Regions from separate parts of the Pan troglodytes genome. Here all the other regions are linked to region 1. Evidence: chromatin contacts called from public capture Hi-C data. All regions are on one chromosome and are shown on one strand. The core of a region is the stretch at or near the end of the contact, and the rest is flanking DNA. Distances in the headings are between cores, read along the strand shown.

Region 1 (4,868 bases), core at 1,486-3,985:
TAAGTGTTTGTGTGGACATATGTTTTCATTTCTCTTGGGGATATCCCTTGCAGTGGAATTGCTGGGTCATAGGGTAACTAGGTTGAAGTGTTTAAGGAACCGTTAGACTGTTATTCACAGCAGCTGCACCATCTTGCATCCCCATGAGATTCCTTCTTAACCTTGACCAAAGAAGCCCTCATGAGGTGGGGAGAGAGTCATCGTTCTCTGACGTGGTATTAAAAGTGCCTATAGACCTGGCCTGTAAGGATGAAGAAAACATCAAACATGACCACGATCCCTCTGTTTGGCTATTTCATTTTTTCCTAAGAGGGAATGTTATTTCGCTTGGGAGTCATTCAGTTTCAGATGATAGAAAATAAGCCCTGAATTGGTTTCTGAAGTAAAATAAATTATTACCTTATCTAACTGGACAGTTTGGAGGTGCTGACTTCAGGCAAGGCTTGATCCAGGGGTTCTAAGAAGCCACAAAACATCATTGCTGAGTCTCCTCACTCTGCCTTCCAGGGCATGGGCTTCTTCCTCAGCCTCTGCTGGGTGTCCCATAGTTCCAGACTCTTAGGGTTCCAGCAATTCTACTCCTCAAATCCTCATGGTATACAATTGGGGTGGGGTGGGAGTGGGAATGGGTGGTAGGGAGGAAGAGAAACAGAAAGGGAGAGATAGGGATGGGGTAAGGTAGAAAGGAGAGCGGGGTGGAGATTATTTCTGTGTATCTCTTCAAGTCCTGCCTCAGCCTAAGCACCACAGCTAGGAAGATGCTGATCCGATTAAGTCAAAAGGACCCCATATTAAATAGGGCCACTCTGCTGATCTCATTTTAACTTGATCACCTCTGCAAAGACTGTTGTCAAATTAGGTCACATTCTGAGGATCCAGAGTCAGGATACCATCATATCTTTTTGAGGGGACATAATTTACCCCCACAACAGAGAGGAGGAATCTTCTATGGGTCTGAATATTGTTAGCACCTTTACATTTCAACATGCATAGGACTCTGCCGCCTCCTGCTCCTAAGGCTGGCTGCTGACCAAGCAGCACCTGCAGGGCTCAGGGTTCCAATAATGTGGGGACCCCCCCTTTCTACATCCAGTTCTCCAGAGAACAGGCTTACTTGGGGCCGCTGGGCCCTGGAAGTCCTTCTATTTCATTTATTTTATGTAAGAGACTCATCTGTGTCTCATACACTTCTCTTTGCACTTAACCATAATCCTGGTGTTAGTTAGAAACTATCCAGAAAAGAGACAATCTGCCTGGTGGCACGGGAGGTCGGAACTGGAAAAGGCCTTAGAGGAAATCAATTTCCAGCCCAGTGTTCTTCAGGCTGGGCTTTGTGCTACTGCAGAATTCCTGGGAGTTTGGTGGCCTCTGTTGGGTCTTAGTTTGGGCTCCTCAGAAGCATACCTAGAGACAAGGAGTCATGGGCAAGCTGTTTATTTGGGAGGTGACCCAGGGAAACCCCCAAGGGAGTGGGGAGGCAGGACAGGGAAGGGGAACAGCAGCAGAGCTTTAGTTCATAGGCAGCCACTGCCCCGGGCACCTGGGGTTCAGTACCACTGTGGACCTCTGGGGGTCAGTGTAGAGCTGGCCTCAGTTATCTCAGTGAATGAGTGAGGGAGCTGGGATATTTATACATCACATCCCCTGTCTGCTATTGGCAGTGGGCTGATTCTGTTAGAGCCACAGGGATTCACAGTAAATGGTCTTTTGTGAGGCACATCAGGGGATGAAGAGGGGGCACCAACAATTACTATAAGGGGGCACCAAGGTATCAGATTCAGATGTTGATTTAAAGGCTGAGCATCTGCATGAGGATTTTAAAAAACAATCTACAGGTGTGTTAAACATAACAGCAGTGTCAATGGAGCAGGAGGGCAATGAATGGAAAGTAATTCTTCCCTGGAGTCCAGTTCCCAGTCCCTCCCCAGAGCACTGAGTGAGTGTCTCATGGGTCCTTCTGATGTTTTGTTTCTGTATCTGAGCAGATGCAAAGAAAAGACCCACTTTCCTTACTCAGTGGTAGCCTGCTATTGATGCCTCCAATGCTTTGCCCTTTTCCTCAGCAATTCACCTGGAATTCTTTCCTGTCCATATGCTTGGTGATGCCTCATCCTTTTTATTTACCATGGCAGCATAGGACATAGTACTCCAGTGTGTGGACATGGTACTCCAGTGTGTGGACATGGTACCCCAGTGTGGGGACATGGTATTCCAGTATGTGGACATACCATGACTTATTTATTCTGTCTTCTGATACTGGGCATTTTGGTTGTTTCCAATCTTTTGTTACTACAAACAAGGGTGTAACAAAATGTTTATCTCTTTGTACAGAGGCATGAATTGATCCATTGGATAAATCCCTAGAAGTGGAATTTATTTGGTAGAATCTTCTGTTTTTAAGTTTTTGGCAAATACTGTCCAAACACTTTTGAAAGAAGTTGACCGATTTGACATTCTTGTGGCAAGAGCCCATGGGGTGCATGGCTCAGATGTCCCTCATGTCAGGAGAAACCCTGCTGTGGGGTGAAGGTGGCTGGTGCCTCCAGCTTCCAGTGCCCTCTGGCTCTGCCTCTGCTCTCCAGCCAAGGCCCCATGTCTCCAGGGCAGCTAATGGCCAAGCATGGCAGAAGCACAGGGCCCCTCCATTTCTGCCTAGCAGGGGCATCCTCTAGGGGGCACCTTCAGTCTGGGGCTCTCGGTCAGCATGGCTGAGACATCCTCTGAGATACACTGCAGGATGAGGCTCTTGCTACTGCATGCTCCTTCCTTCCCCTCTCCTCTCACGGGTGTCGGACCAGCATTGCAATCTGAAGGCTCGCCCACACCCTCCAGCTCCCCCTCCATTTTCTGCAGTGCACTAGCACCACCTCCCTAATACATAGCTCACATTCCTGACTCCATCGTGGCATTCCTTCCTGAAGACCCATGCTGACACCCACTGACAATGTGTGAGGATGGGCTTCTGATGGTACTCGGTGAGCAGGGGTCTATGGCTAAGTGGTTTCTGAGCTCCCAAGCTTATCCAAATCTCTCACTTTATAACAGGAAATCTAAGGCCTAGAGAGGGCAAGCCACTTGCCTGAGGCCACACACTCAGGGGTAGCAGGCCCTGAGTGCCACACCAGGCCGCACCGAAGTGCTCCCTCAATCTCAGACACCAGCTGACCTTGATTGTCCCAGCTCCCGGCCAAAACCAAGCCCGGAGCAGACATGTGTGGCCTGGACTACCTCTCCTGCTCTCCAGATCTTCTCAGGGACAGGGTTCAAAGTTCCCTAAAACGTGTTGGGGGAAATTGCATCCCAGTTTTTGGAAAGCCTGGCCAATTTCTTCCCATGCAGCCATTTCTGCGTCAATACGGGCTATGCACAGATGCCAGTGCCAGCTCCCACTCCTCCGTGGTCAGCCGAGCAGGGACCAGAACTCAGAGAGAAGCACTTTCCAGAGGAGCAGAGTGGGTGAGGGAGACGAGGAGGGAGACAGTGGGCCACAGATTCTCATCACGTTTTCCCCTCCCGTGCTTTCAGGGGCTTAAACAGCAATAAAAGAATGTGCGATTGTCAGCATAAATCAAGAAAATCGGAATTCTGCTGAGCAAGCGAGAACATTGGACTTGAAAGAGCCATTTGCTAAATGTGAAAGGAGCCCTTGAAAGTGTTCCTGGAGGCCTCTTTCCAGCCCAGCTAGTTTGGGACTGAGCTAGATCACGGGCTGGTGCTGAGGGCGTGGCCTCAGGGCTCAGGGCAGCCGCATTTGGGCTTGGCTATGCCCCACCTGGTATGGCTCTGCAGGCAGCTGGGTGGTTGGGTCCTGGCACCAAGATGAGTGAGGGAGGGAAGGACGAGGAGATGGCGTGGAGACAGGGTCCTCGCCAAACATACTTGTGTAAGCCCCCAGAGGGCAGAGCCAGAGCTCATCTTTTATTCATCTCTAAGTTTCTCTCAGCCCTTAGCATAAGGGAACTCCTGCTCACTGGAGTTTCCTTTGCTGACTGAGTGAATAAAGGAAATAGAAAGGCAGGGAGGGAAGAAAGGGGGAAGGGGGAGGGAGGGGAGGAGAGAAGGGAAGGAGGGAGGAAGAAGCAAACCCCTGTATTAGTCCATTTTCACACTGCTATAAAGATACTACCCAAGACTGGGTAATTTATAAAGGAAAGAGGTTTAATTGACTCACAGTTCCCATGGCTGGGGAGGCCTCAGGAAACTGACAATCGTGGCAGAAGGCAAAGAAGAAGCAAGGACTTTCTTCACAAGGTGGCAGGAAAGAGAAAAGCCCAGGGGAAACTGCCAAGCACTTTTAAACTATAGGATCTCATGAGAACTCACTCACTATCAGAGATTTTAAACCATCGGATCTCATGAGAACTCACTATCACAAGATTTTAAACCATCGGATCTCAGGAGAACTCACTCACTATCACCAGAACAGCCTGGGGGAAACCGCCCCCGTGATCCAATCACGTCCCACCAGGTCCTTCCCTCCACACGTGGGGATTATGGGGATTACAATTTGAGATGAGATTTGGGTGGGGACACGACCAAACCATATCACCCCCAAGTGCTTTTTCCTGTTCACCGTGAGTCATTTTAATTAGACGCTGGCCTAACCTTTCGGCTCAGCAGATGGGACCCGGCCACCTGCCCCAGCACCCCCTGGGTGGGCACAGCCATGGCCTGCAGCAGACAGTCCTGAGGTCAGCGCCCAGCTGTGGACCCATAGATGCCCTCAATGGAGAGCAGAGACCATGCCTCGGTTTCTACACTGGCCCCAGGCTTTGCAGAGGAGCGACGTGTTGTCCAGTAGCTTCGTGGTGATCATCAACATCCAGGCCATCCTCGACTGGACTAGTGCCATTCACGGTTCTTACCTG
Region 2 (4,868 bases), core at 1,004-3,503, 410 kb before region 1:
TCAAATCAATGAGCGCAGCTCTATTCAGGTCCTGCATCCAAGCTTTGAGGACCCGTCTTAGAGTGAGGAAGGGACTTCTTTGAGCCCTGCCTGGAAATCCTGTGGGAAAGGATGGCAGGGCTGAGACTCAGGGCTGCTTTTCTGAGAGACGGAGACGGCAGCTCTGGGCTGTGCACAGTCCCTGCCTCTTGCCCAATGCCCCTAGGAAAGTGACGGGGCCACCCGAGCCTCAGGTCCTCACCTGAGAAATGGAGATAAAAGTTCAGGCGCCGTGGCATGGTCGAGGCATGGTCGGGCTCCGTGGCGTGGTTGGGCGCCGTGGCGTGGTCGACGGCTATAACTGAGCCTGTGAACATGCAGCGTGGTCCTCGCCTGCTGCCTGGGACACCCCCGCTTCGACTGGGATGTTGGTCCTGTTGCTATGGTCAGAGACTGTGGGGGCTCTGAGATACGCTTGTCACTGAGAGGGGCTTTGTTGGAGAATGCAGCCCTCTTGATGTCTAGGGGAGTGGGCCTGACATTTATGGAGCACCTGCCGTGTTCAGGGACCAAGTGCACACAGATGAACACCCAACCCCGCCTCTCAGACTCACAGGGGTAAGCGTGTCCTGCTCCCTCTGGAGTTTCTGGGGAACATGGGCAGAGTGTGGTCTCTTCTGTCCCAGGTGCGTTGGAGGAAATGACTTTTGAGCTGAGTGTTAAGGGACAATTAGGATTTCTTAGGCGGAAGTCGTGTGGGAAGGGCATTTGACAGAGGGAACAGCCTAGGTGGAGGTGTGGAGGCAGGAAAGCATCCTGCATGGCTGAAGGGCTGCGGGGCAGCCTGGAGGAGGAGGACAGGCGGTGTGTGGTGGGTCCCTGCAAGTGTGGGCATCACCCTAGGCCCATTAGTGCAGGCTGGGGTGTTCTTTAAGCCAGGGCAAAGAAATCCCTGACAAGGAGGGACAAGTGCAGGCTGCGCCAGTGTTTGCTGTCCTCTGAAAAAGGGTGGAGGCCACTGGCGAGGTTCCAAGTGGCTTTTCTCAGAGCTCAGAGATCTCAGCCTGAAAGTGCAGAAAGGGAAAGAATCCTCAGATTCAGCAAATCTACTATTTATGTCTCTTCTCTTCCTGCTCCTTTCTTTTTTTTTTTTTTTTTTTTTTTTTTTTGAGATGGGGTCTTTCTCTGTTGCCTAGGCTGGAATGCGATGGTGCGATCTTGGCTCACTGCAACCTCTGCCTCCCAGGTTCAAGCAATTCTCCTGCCTCAGCCTCCCGAGTAGCTGGGATTACAGGTGCCCACCACGATGGCCAGCTAATTTTTGTATTTTTAGTAGAGAAAGGGTTTCGCCATGTTGGCCAGGCTGGTCTCAAACTCCTGACCTCAAACGATCTGCCTGCCTCAGCCTCCCAAAGTGCTGGGATTATAGGCGTGAGCCACCATGCCTGGCCTTCTGCTCCTTTCTTTTCATTTTTATTTTTATTTTTTGGCGATGGAGTCTTGCTCTGTTACCCAGGCTGGAATGCAGTGGTGAAGTCACAGCTCGCTGCAACCTCAACCTGCTGGCCTCAAGCAATTCTCTGGCCTCAGCCTCCCGAAGTGCTGGGATTATGGGTGTGAGCCGCCGCACCCGGCCATTGCCTCATGGTTTCTCCCTCTGGTCTCAAGGCCTGGGTGTTTTTTCTTTTCCTCCGACGCTCTCTGCAGCTTCATGCTTGGGCAGGCGACTTGTGGAGCTGTTTTTGCTCTGGGTTCCTGGGCCTGGGGCCTAGGGTACCTCTGTCCCTCGGACACCTCAGTCTTATGTTCAAAGAACCACCCCTAGACTTCAGAGGCGGTCACGGGAGGTGGTCTTAGGCCCCAGGCCCCTTCCGACGCCTCCTCTGTGCTTTCTCCCACCCGCCTGCGCCCACCGCCCAGGCAAGGTTAAGTTTGTAAAAGCCCCTTTTGAATCTCCCAGAGTTTTATCTGGAGGGCCGTCTAAATCACTTCGAAGGCTGTTGGCTGAACTCAGTAAATAAACACAGGGAGCCCTGGGGGCGCTGTGACTTACGGTCTCCTTGTCATTTCCCCCAGAATGCACATCAGCGAACAGTGCCTGCCATTCTAAGGGGCTCTTTGACTCTGAACACACACAGTCTCCTCCTGGGCTGATTCCCTGCACGCTGGCATTTGGCTTTCTGTAGAGAGCCAGCATCAGCCATGGCCAGGGTTAATTCACTGTGGTGGGGACAGTGCCAGGGTTGTCTGGGCTCAGGACCCAGGGATGGTGTGGCTGCCCCCATGCGTCCATATGGAGGGCAGGAGGGATCCTGCTGGTGGGAGCAGGATTTAAATGCTTCGAGGTGACGCAGGGCAAGATGACTGTCCCCAGTCACGAAATCATCTCACTGGAGTGCTTGGGGGAGGGGGCAGGGCCAAGCGTCCGCCTTGCCTCGCAGAACAACATTTTGGTTTTCACACTCACCACTGAAAAGTCATTAAATTGAAAGGAAACCTGTGCCCCGTTCCCTCCGTAGTCACGCCAGCGCCGTCCCCAGGCACCTCACAGTGTAGCTTTTGTTCAGGAGTCCGGAGTGTAAAATTGGAGTGGCAGATTGTCGGTGCACACATTTAGAATTTCCTGGCTTTCATCAGCTGCGCCACTCAAATGACAATATTTAATCCCAAATGTTTCCTTCCCTTACCCTACCCCCCCATTTCATGAGTCAGAGGGCTTCCCCCCACATTTGCAAAGTAGACTTCTCTTCCATTTCTTCAACCATAATGAAAAGTATATTTACGATTTTTTTCCCCTATGTATTTGTGATTATACAAACTCTCCTGAACATTTTAAGGGGCCTTTCTTAGGAGAAGTTGACTTCCTGGTTTTGAGTTGAATGTAACTCTCTCCTTTGCTGGCTTCTCCACTCCCACCATTCATTTCATAAGGACAAGGTCATGCACATTTGAATTCTACGGGTCGGATCTCATAGCAGTAATCTTGTGCCATTTCATTCCATTGGATGTGGCTGGAGTGATATTGCTCATTGATTTGAGTCAGGCGGCTTTTTTGTTATTTAGGGATTTTTTCATTGCAGTCATTTTTATTAAAGAAGGGTTTGTTGTAGATGAGAGAATTAGCTGAAATTTAAAACTCGAAGTTTCTTTTTGTTGCTTGGTCACTTTGTAGAATCCATTGTTTAGCAAGACAGGCCTTCTGAGGCAACCCAACAAAAAGATTTTCAACAACACATTGCATGTTGGTCCTCTGATATACAGGCGCATATGCATACGATCACAGTTTACATTTTGCAGTGTGCTGGAGAGTCTCCCAAGTAACATTTCATGTCAAAGAAAGCCTGTAAAAGCGCGTCTACGAGAAGCACTTTGGAGTGAGAAGCAGGTGTGACTCCTTGGTGTGTCAACCTGAGCGGGTTCCGATCCTCTGGTATCACTGGGTCCTGGGTTCTGACACGCGAGTGGATTCTTATACCTGGCGGGTTCTGATACCTGGCTCAGACCCTGATGGGCTGACGGTGGGGTTCACATGTCCTGTGGCCAGGCTGCCGTGCCCAATGGTCCAGTCAGACACCCATCTGGGTGCTGCTGAGAAGGTGCTGGTGGATGTCGTCAGCCTCTCCCATCAGCTGACCTCAAGGGAAGCAGATTACCCTTGACAGTGTGGGTGGGCCTTATCCAATCAGGGGAGGACCTTATGAGCAAACTCCGAGGTTTTTCTGGGAGGGAGGAATTCTGCCTCAAGACCATAGCATCAGCTCCTGCCTGGGTTTCCAGCCTGCCGGCTTGCCCTACACATTTCAGACTTACCAGCCTCCACAGTTATATGAGGAATTCCTAAAAATCTGTCTCTCTCTCTTTACACACACGTGCACACACATATTAAACCTCCTGCTAGTTCTGTTTCTCCGGAGAGCTGTGGCTGACACTGGCTGAGAGGAGCAAGGGTTTCAGGCTAGAGCTGCATAACAATGGTCTCTGGCCACTGGGTGTCTGCAAAAATCAGAAATGTGCTTCTCCATGCCTCTCTAGGTCTTCTAGGGATTTTGGGTTGCTTTCCAGTACACACGTGTTCATGTGTGTGCATGTGTGTGGGCAGTGGCGTGTGCATGTTCATTCAGGACACACGCCACTGCAGGTGAGTTCCCTGGTGGACACACCCCCTTCAGTAGACACAGGCTATAACGCCCACAGTCACTGCCTTGGGCAGGGTCCTGGGAGAGGGCGTCTGAGGCAGTGAACTTTTGAGTGGGCCATGATGACCTCCTATGGACCAAGGCTAAATCAATGGTGGCAAGCCCCAAATATCTACTAGGATGGCACTGTATGTGGGCCAAATGCAGAAGATGTTGGGGGACCGTGCAGCCACATCGTCAGGTCCCCACCCAGCTCCTCCCCTCGTGAACTTGTACCTGAGCCAGCTGGCTGACCCCCTACCCTCCGGGCTGCAGGTATAAAAGGGGGATGAAATTAGCAGTTGTCTCATTGGATGGTGGGGAACGGGGGTGGGGTGGGAATGCGTTAATGCAGGTGAAGCCCTCAGAAAGGTCCCCCACTTTGGGGCACCACATAGGATGAGTGCTTTCATTCTTAGGAGGACAAGCTCCTGCTTGGAGGTCAGGTGGAGTTGGGCTCATGCTGCAGGCTGGCCCCTCACATGCTCTGTGGCTTTAGGGAAGCTCCTAAACCTCTCTGAGGCTCATCTGTAGGAGGAAAGCTAAGAGACTGAGATGTCTCATAAACTTGCTGAGATGATTATGTTCAAAGAGAAGGAGGACAGTCTGTGGTGAGATGCCAGGCCTGGAGGAAGCTGTCGTTGGCAGCCTGCTGTGCTGGGCACTGCCGTGTGTGCACACATTGTTAGGGCCCGGGCCAGGACAGTGAGGCAC
Region 3 (4,868 bases), core at 1,649-4,148, 290 kb after region 1:
GAGCCCGGGTCTCTCGGGACCGTACAGATACAGCATGGGCGAGGCGGCCAGGGCAGGCAGCCGGGGATCGAAGAGGTGACTCATGGCAAGCGAGAGCCTGCGCTGCGCTCCCCGCAACGCAGGAGACCCGGGCGGCCTAGGCACTGCGCCCCGCGCCGCAAGGGCCCTCCCGGGGAGCCAGCCGTGCCTCTGCCTCTGGCTCTGCCGCTCTCCCCGGCCGCTCCGTGCTCTGTCCCTTCTTCATGGCTTTAAAAATGTTAAATAATTGTTGTAAGTTTGCTGTTATATGTTGACTTAGCCCTGGAAAATAAATTGTCTATGATAAACAGTCCTTGTGTTCTCAGCCCACCCACATTAATTAAAATTTCATTGCTGAAAAACTCCAAGCTTTTCCCTCCACGTGTCTTTTTGATACCAGCCAATCGGTTTTGGGGCTATTCCTTCATTTGTTTATAGAATTAGTCTGTTGATAAGTCCGCCCACCCAAGTTGAATCAAGCTGTGTTTATTTGGAAAAATTTCCGGGCACCCAATATATAAACGCACTGATCTGATGTTTGAAATATCACGTCCACCCCTTGACGCTGTAAGCACACACAGTCAGTGAGGCAGGATGTAGACTGCGGTGGCTCAGAGCAGGGTCTGCTGAGCCAGGAAGGAGAGGTGGAGATGGGGGTGGGTGTGCAGGGATGAGTTTTACGCTGGCCTGGGGGAGCCCCATAACGCCAGGGCCTCCCACAAAAGGCCTTTTCTTCTCCCATGCTTAACCGGAGATATCGAGATGCCACAGTCTAGTAAAACACTTTCTGAGGTCCTAGGAACCTTTTAGATTGGGGCAGGGAGAGTATCTAAGAAGCCTGAGTGTCTGCTGAGAAGGGGATGCGGCCCTCCCTAGAAAAACAGGTGGCAGACCCAGTAGGAGGTGGCACTCTCTAGGGACCTGCTCTCCCACACCCTCCCTTCCAGGGCTCTCCGGAAATCGGAGGGAAAGTGGACTCTGGGAGCCCAGTCTCTCTGGAAGGGAAGGCCTAAGGCACTGGGGGCCTGGGGAAGAGCTCATGGTCCACAGCTCCATTGAGGAAGGTTTCAAAATAAACCCATTTAGAGAACCAGGGGCAAAAGTAAGGTCCTCCTGATGGGGCCAAGGTTGCAAGAGAGGAACACCATAAAAGGAGGCCGTGGCAGCTGGCGCGGGAGGCCTGGTATTTGTGAATGTGGGTCTCCAGCTTTATATTCTGGGCTTTCCTGTTTATAACAAGGAGGGGGTTATAACAACTTTACAAGTGCGTGCAGCTGGCCCGTGATTACATTAGGCATTTGGGAAGCCTGCTTGCTCTCCCCGTATCCACCCACCCTGGGGTGTACGCGGCCCTCCACCCCCATCTCATTTTACATTTTCCCACATCACTGTTTGAATAAAAAATCCTGAATCATGCTGATTTCGAAGGGGGCCTCTCTTCCCCACTCCACCGGTTAGGGTAAGGGTAGAGGCACCTAGTGTGACTACTTCCTGTTTATGATCACCCCCTGAATATTAAAACACACACACACTGTCACACACACACACGTTCGGATAACTGGCGTCTCATTGAGCAAATCGTGTGAGCATGTCAAAGAGATGAGGGAAGGGGGAGGATGGCAGGTGGGTGTAGAAATGGCCCACTGCCAGTGGGCCAGGAAGGAGGGAGAGGCACCGAGGGCACTTACAGGGGTAGGGGGAGTGTCTGCCGCTGCCACACCCGGCTGAGGATGTGAGTGCTCAGGTAGCCTCTGAACACGGAAACGTGGCGGGCATCCTTTTTCAAAATGAGAAAATCAGAAATAACCCGTGTGTTTGGGTTTCCTGGGTACCCAGCCCATGGAATAAGTAGACCGCAGGGGAGCCGGTAAATTTAAAATACCAAAAAGGAAGTCGCAGGAAGGGTGGAAAAACCGGTCTGGGTACCGGCACTGCCTGCGGGAGCGACAGGCCAGTCCCTGGGACACCTCGGGCCTCCCTCCGCGGCCCTGCTCCTCTAACGTGGGTCCAGCGAGCAGCCCGGCCGCGCCCGCCTAGGTCCTGGGGGTGAACCTCCGGCCAGGAGGGGCGGGGCTTTGTCCTTTCGTTACCACTTGCTCTCACCCGCGCACCCCTTTCAAACTTGGGATGAAGAAACCTCAATGCCAGCGCCTTTGCAACCCGCAGGCCCCACAGTCTCTGGGGTCACCCAACCTCTCCGGGGCCGCGCGCCCCCAGCAAGCTCAAGTTTGGATCCAGTTCCTTCTCCAGCCTCGGCGCTCGCTCCAACACACACAGACCGAGAGATAAACCGGTGTCACTATGCAACCCCTTCCCCACCTTCCTATCCCACAGCCCCTCCTGGAGCTCCCCACGCGGCACCCGAAGTCCAGCACGCACATCCCTGGCTCTACCGAAACTCCCGCCGTCCCGGCGCGTCTTCTAAACTCTAAGGCAAATCCGAGCTTGAATTTGTACGGTGATAAATACTGCCCGATTTGGTAATGGGCGGGACGTGGGCGGAGACACGGGAGGCTGGTGGGCGGGGCACCGATAGTAAAGCAAAAAAAAAAAAAAAAAGAGAGAGAAAGAGGGAGAGATTAGGAGAGAGAGAAAAAAAACAAAAAACAAAAAACAAATGCCCACGCTCTAGTCGCGGTTTGGAGACGCACACCCAGCCCCGCGCGTTTGCAGAAGTGTGCAAAATCTCTGGGAGGTTTCAGCTGTAGAACTCCGGCTTTGCGCCCCAGCCCGGCTCCAGAGCGGGTTTGAATCCCGGGCTCCCGGGTGATTGATGAGTTTGTAACCTGAGCCTAGGAGGGGCCTCTGTTAGAAGGAACCCCGCGCTGGGGCAATTTCCATATTTCCGGGGAGTGCAGGCTCAAGCCCTGGGAGTCCGAGAGCGGATGCGCCCTCGTGCGGAGGCTCTGTTGGCTGAGGCCAGAGCGAAGGGCCTGCGGGAGGCAGCCGAGCCTGGGAGACGGCCGGGCGGGCCTCTAGAACGAGTGTCCTAGAGAGCCAGATGGGGACACTGAATGTTCCCTGTAGATTCATAAGCCTCGGATCCCAGAAAAGCGCGTCATCTGAGAAGTCACTTGGTGAGGGCTCACCTCCCAGCCTGCAAGAAAAGCCTGAGATCTCTGGCCTGCCCGGATGCTCCAGAAGGACTGGAGTTTCCAACTCTGAGGCTTGAGCAGAAACGGGGTTCAGCGTGGGATGAGGGTAGACCGCCTCCTTCCCAGTCCTGGGACAAAGCGCATGTGCGTTCCTCAGGGAGGCAGATCAGAGACCAGGCATTGGTGATGAAAACGGCCTCAGATAAAAAGGCTGACCGGTAAGAGACAAGAGCTCCTCCCACTGCGCCCCAAGCCATCCACTCAACCTTCCTCACTGGAAAGCAAAAAGCAGAAACCTGAGTTAACAGTAATCTGTGTCGCTTTCCAAATATCTGCATCACTTTTCCAAACGTAAAGACAGTTACCACATGTACGACGTGTGTGTGTGTTACATACGTATGCATGATTCCACCGCGTGTAGCACGTTTGAGAAGAGCTGCGGTGGAAAGATGAAGGGTTTAGCCCCTCACCTTACTGACAACCTAAAAACATTGGAGACAGATGATAATAATATGAATAACTAGAATGTACTGAGCCATTTCATCCTCACAGCAGCCCTAATAGAAACCTCTGTCGCTCCCATTTTGCAAACCAGGAAACTGAACAAAGCCCTGTAAGTTAACCTGCCTCAGGTGTCCCATGAGGAAGTGCTCCAAAGACAGAAAATCATCTTACAACAGCACCAGTGTGGACACTCAGGGCTCCATGGAAGTTCTCTTGCCAACTCTTACTAAATCTGTGAAAGGCAGGCGTGGCAGATTCACCCATTTGACAGATGATGAAACTGAGGCTCGGCACAGAACACCCCAAGACCCTGAAAGTAGGAAATGGCTGCACAGGGACCACAGCCCACGTGAGTGTCCTCCAAAAGTGGGTGCTCTGGGGTCTGACATGCTCAGGTATCTGGAAGGACTCAGAGGCAGAGATTGTCTGGAGTAGACAGTGGGAGAGGGGCCCTCCAGAGAGGAGAGGGTGTGCAGCACCCCCGGAGCTGGGAGATTCGGGACATTGTAAGAAAATCCCAGAGTCCTCGCTTATGTTCCACCAAAAGCCAGAAGACCTCTCCCTCCTTCCCTCCCCGCCCGCTTTGAAGAGAGTGGAAGGTTTCCAGAGCTGGAGTAGCAGGGCCCAGGGCCTCCCTTCTCTTGGGAGGCAGTGAGCGGGACATGAAGGTAATGGTGGTCCCACTGAATCAGCAAATGCAGAAGGAGACCCAAAAGCTGGGTGGGACTTCCCAAACGATGCACTTATTTATAGCACACCTTGTTCCCAGAAATGATGGAAAGGCTCTAAACAGAGGCAGTTGGTGCACATGCTCTCACTGGGTTTTTGAAAAGCCCAGCCCTCTGCTTTCCCTGTAGAGCAGGAAGGTTGAAAAAGGAAGGAAAAGCCTGGCAGAATTAAAGGTGAGTGGCATCTTCCCAGACACAGTGGCGTTCCCCGCCGGGGCTGCATAGCACGGTATGATAAATGCAGGTCACTCAGACCAAAGATTCCTTTCTCTTCCTCTTTTTCTCTTCTGTGTTCCACGTAAACCTTAATGGCTGGTCATGAGAGTTTACTATGAACAGGACACTATGGAAGCACCTTGCCAACCTGTGTGACATTCATGAATCCCGGAGATAACCCTCTCAATGCTATGACTGTTTTCAGCCGAGAGACTGTCCCAGAGTGCTTAAGGTGATCTGTCTGATGTCACCTGAATCTTAGTAAGGGCCTGAGTTGGTGCACATGGATTCGGCCTTAGAGAGAGGG

Evidence for each region. Capture Hi-C pulls out chosen DNA fragments and counts their contacts.
Region 2: a contact with region 1 is called in a capture Hi-C map of stem cell-derived neural stem cells, with 4 times the contacts expected there. The contact joins two enhancer-like sites. A contact is called at or near these places in 1 of 7 Hi-C or Micro-C datasets (stem cell-derived neural progenitor cells) and 1 of 1 other capture datasets (stem cell-derived neural stem cells).
Region 3: a contact with region 1 is called in a capture Hi-C map of stem cell-derived neural stem cells, with 4 times the contacts expected there. The contact joins two enhancer-like sites. A contact is called at or near these places in 3 of 7 Hi-C or Micro-C datasets (induced pluripotent stem cells and stem cell-derived neural progenitor cells) and 1 of 1 other capture datasets (stem cell-derived neural stem cells).

The regions. Positions count from the first base shown.
Region 1 is chr18:85,036,993-85,041,860 of NHGRI_mPanTro3-v2.0_pri, reverse strand. All of the region lies in intron 2 of LOC129137364 (a long non-coding RNA gene), which reads left to right. Among named protein-coding and RNA genes, the nearest start is that of FOXL1, 300 kb to the right of the region's middle. Within about 2 kb of position 2,735, at least 1 of the 24 cell types and tissues checked has an H3K27ac peak or open chromatin away from gene starts, as enhancers often do. A contact at or near this core is called in stem cell-derived neural stem cells, where this site is marked.
Region 2 is chr18:85,442,141-85,447,008 of NHGRI_mPanTro3-v2.0_pri, reverse strand. No RefSeq gene overlaps it. Among named protein-coding and RNA genes, the nearest start is that of C16H16orf95, 42 kb to the left of the region's middle. Within about 2 kb of position 2,253, at least 2 of the 24 cell types and tissues checked have an H3K27ac peak or open chromatin away from gene starts, as enhancers often do. A contact at or near this core is called in stem cell-derived neural stem cells, where this site is marked.
Region 3 is chr18:84,745,816-84,750,683 of NHGRI_mPanTro3-v2.0_pri, reverse strand. FOXL1 (forkhead box L1) reads right to left here. Exons shown (of 1, transcript XM_016930321.4): 1 at 1-4,868. The coding sequence starts at 84. Among named protein-coding and RNA genes, the nearest start is that of FOXL1, 5.9 kb to the right of the region's middle. Within about 2 kb of position 2,898, at least 5 of the 24 cell types and tissues checked have an H3K27ac peak or open chromatin away from gene starts, as enhancers often do. A contact at or near this core is called in stem cell-derived neural stem cells, where this site is marked.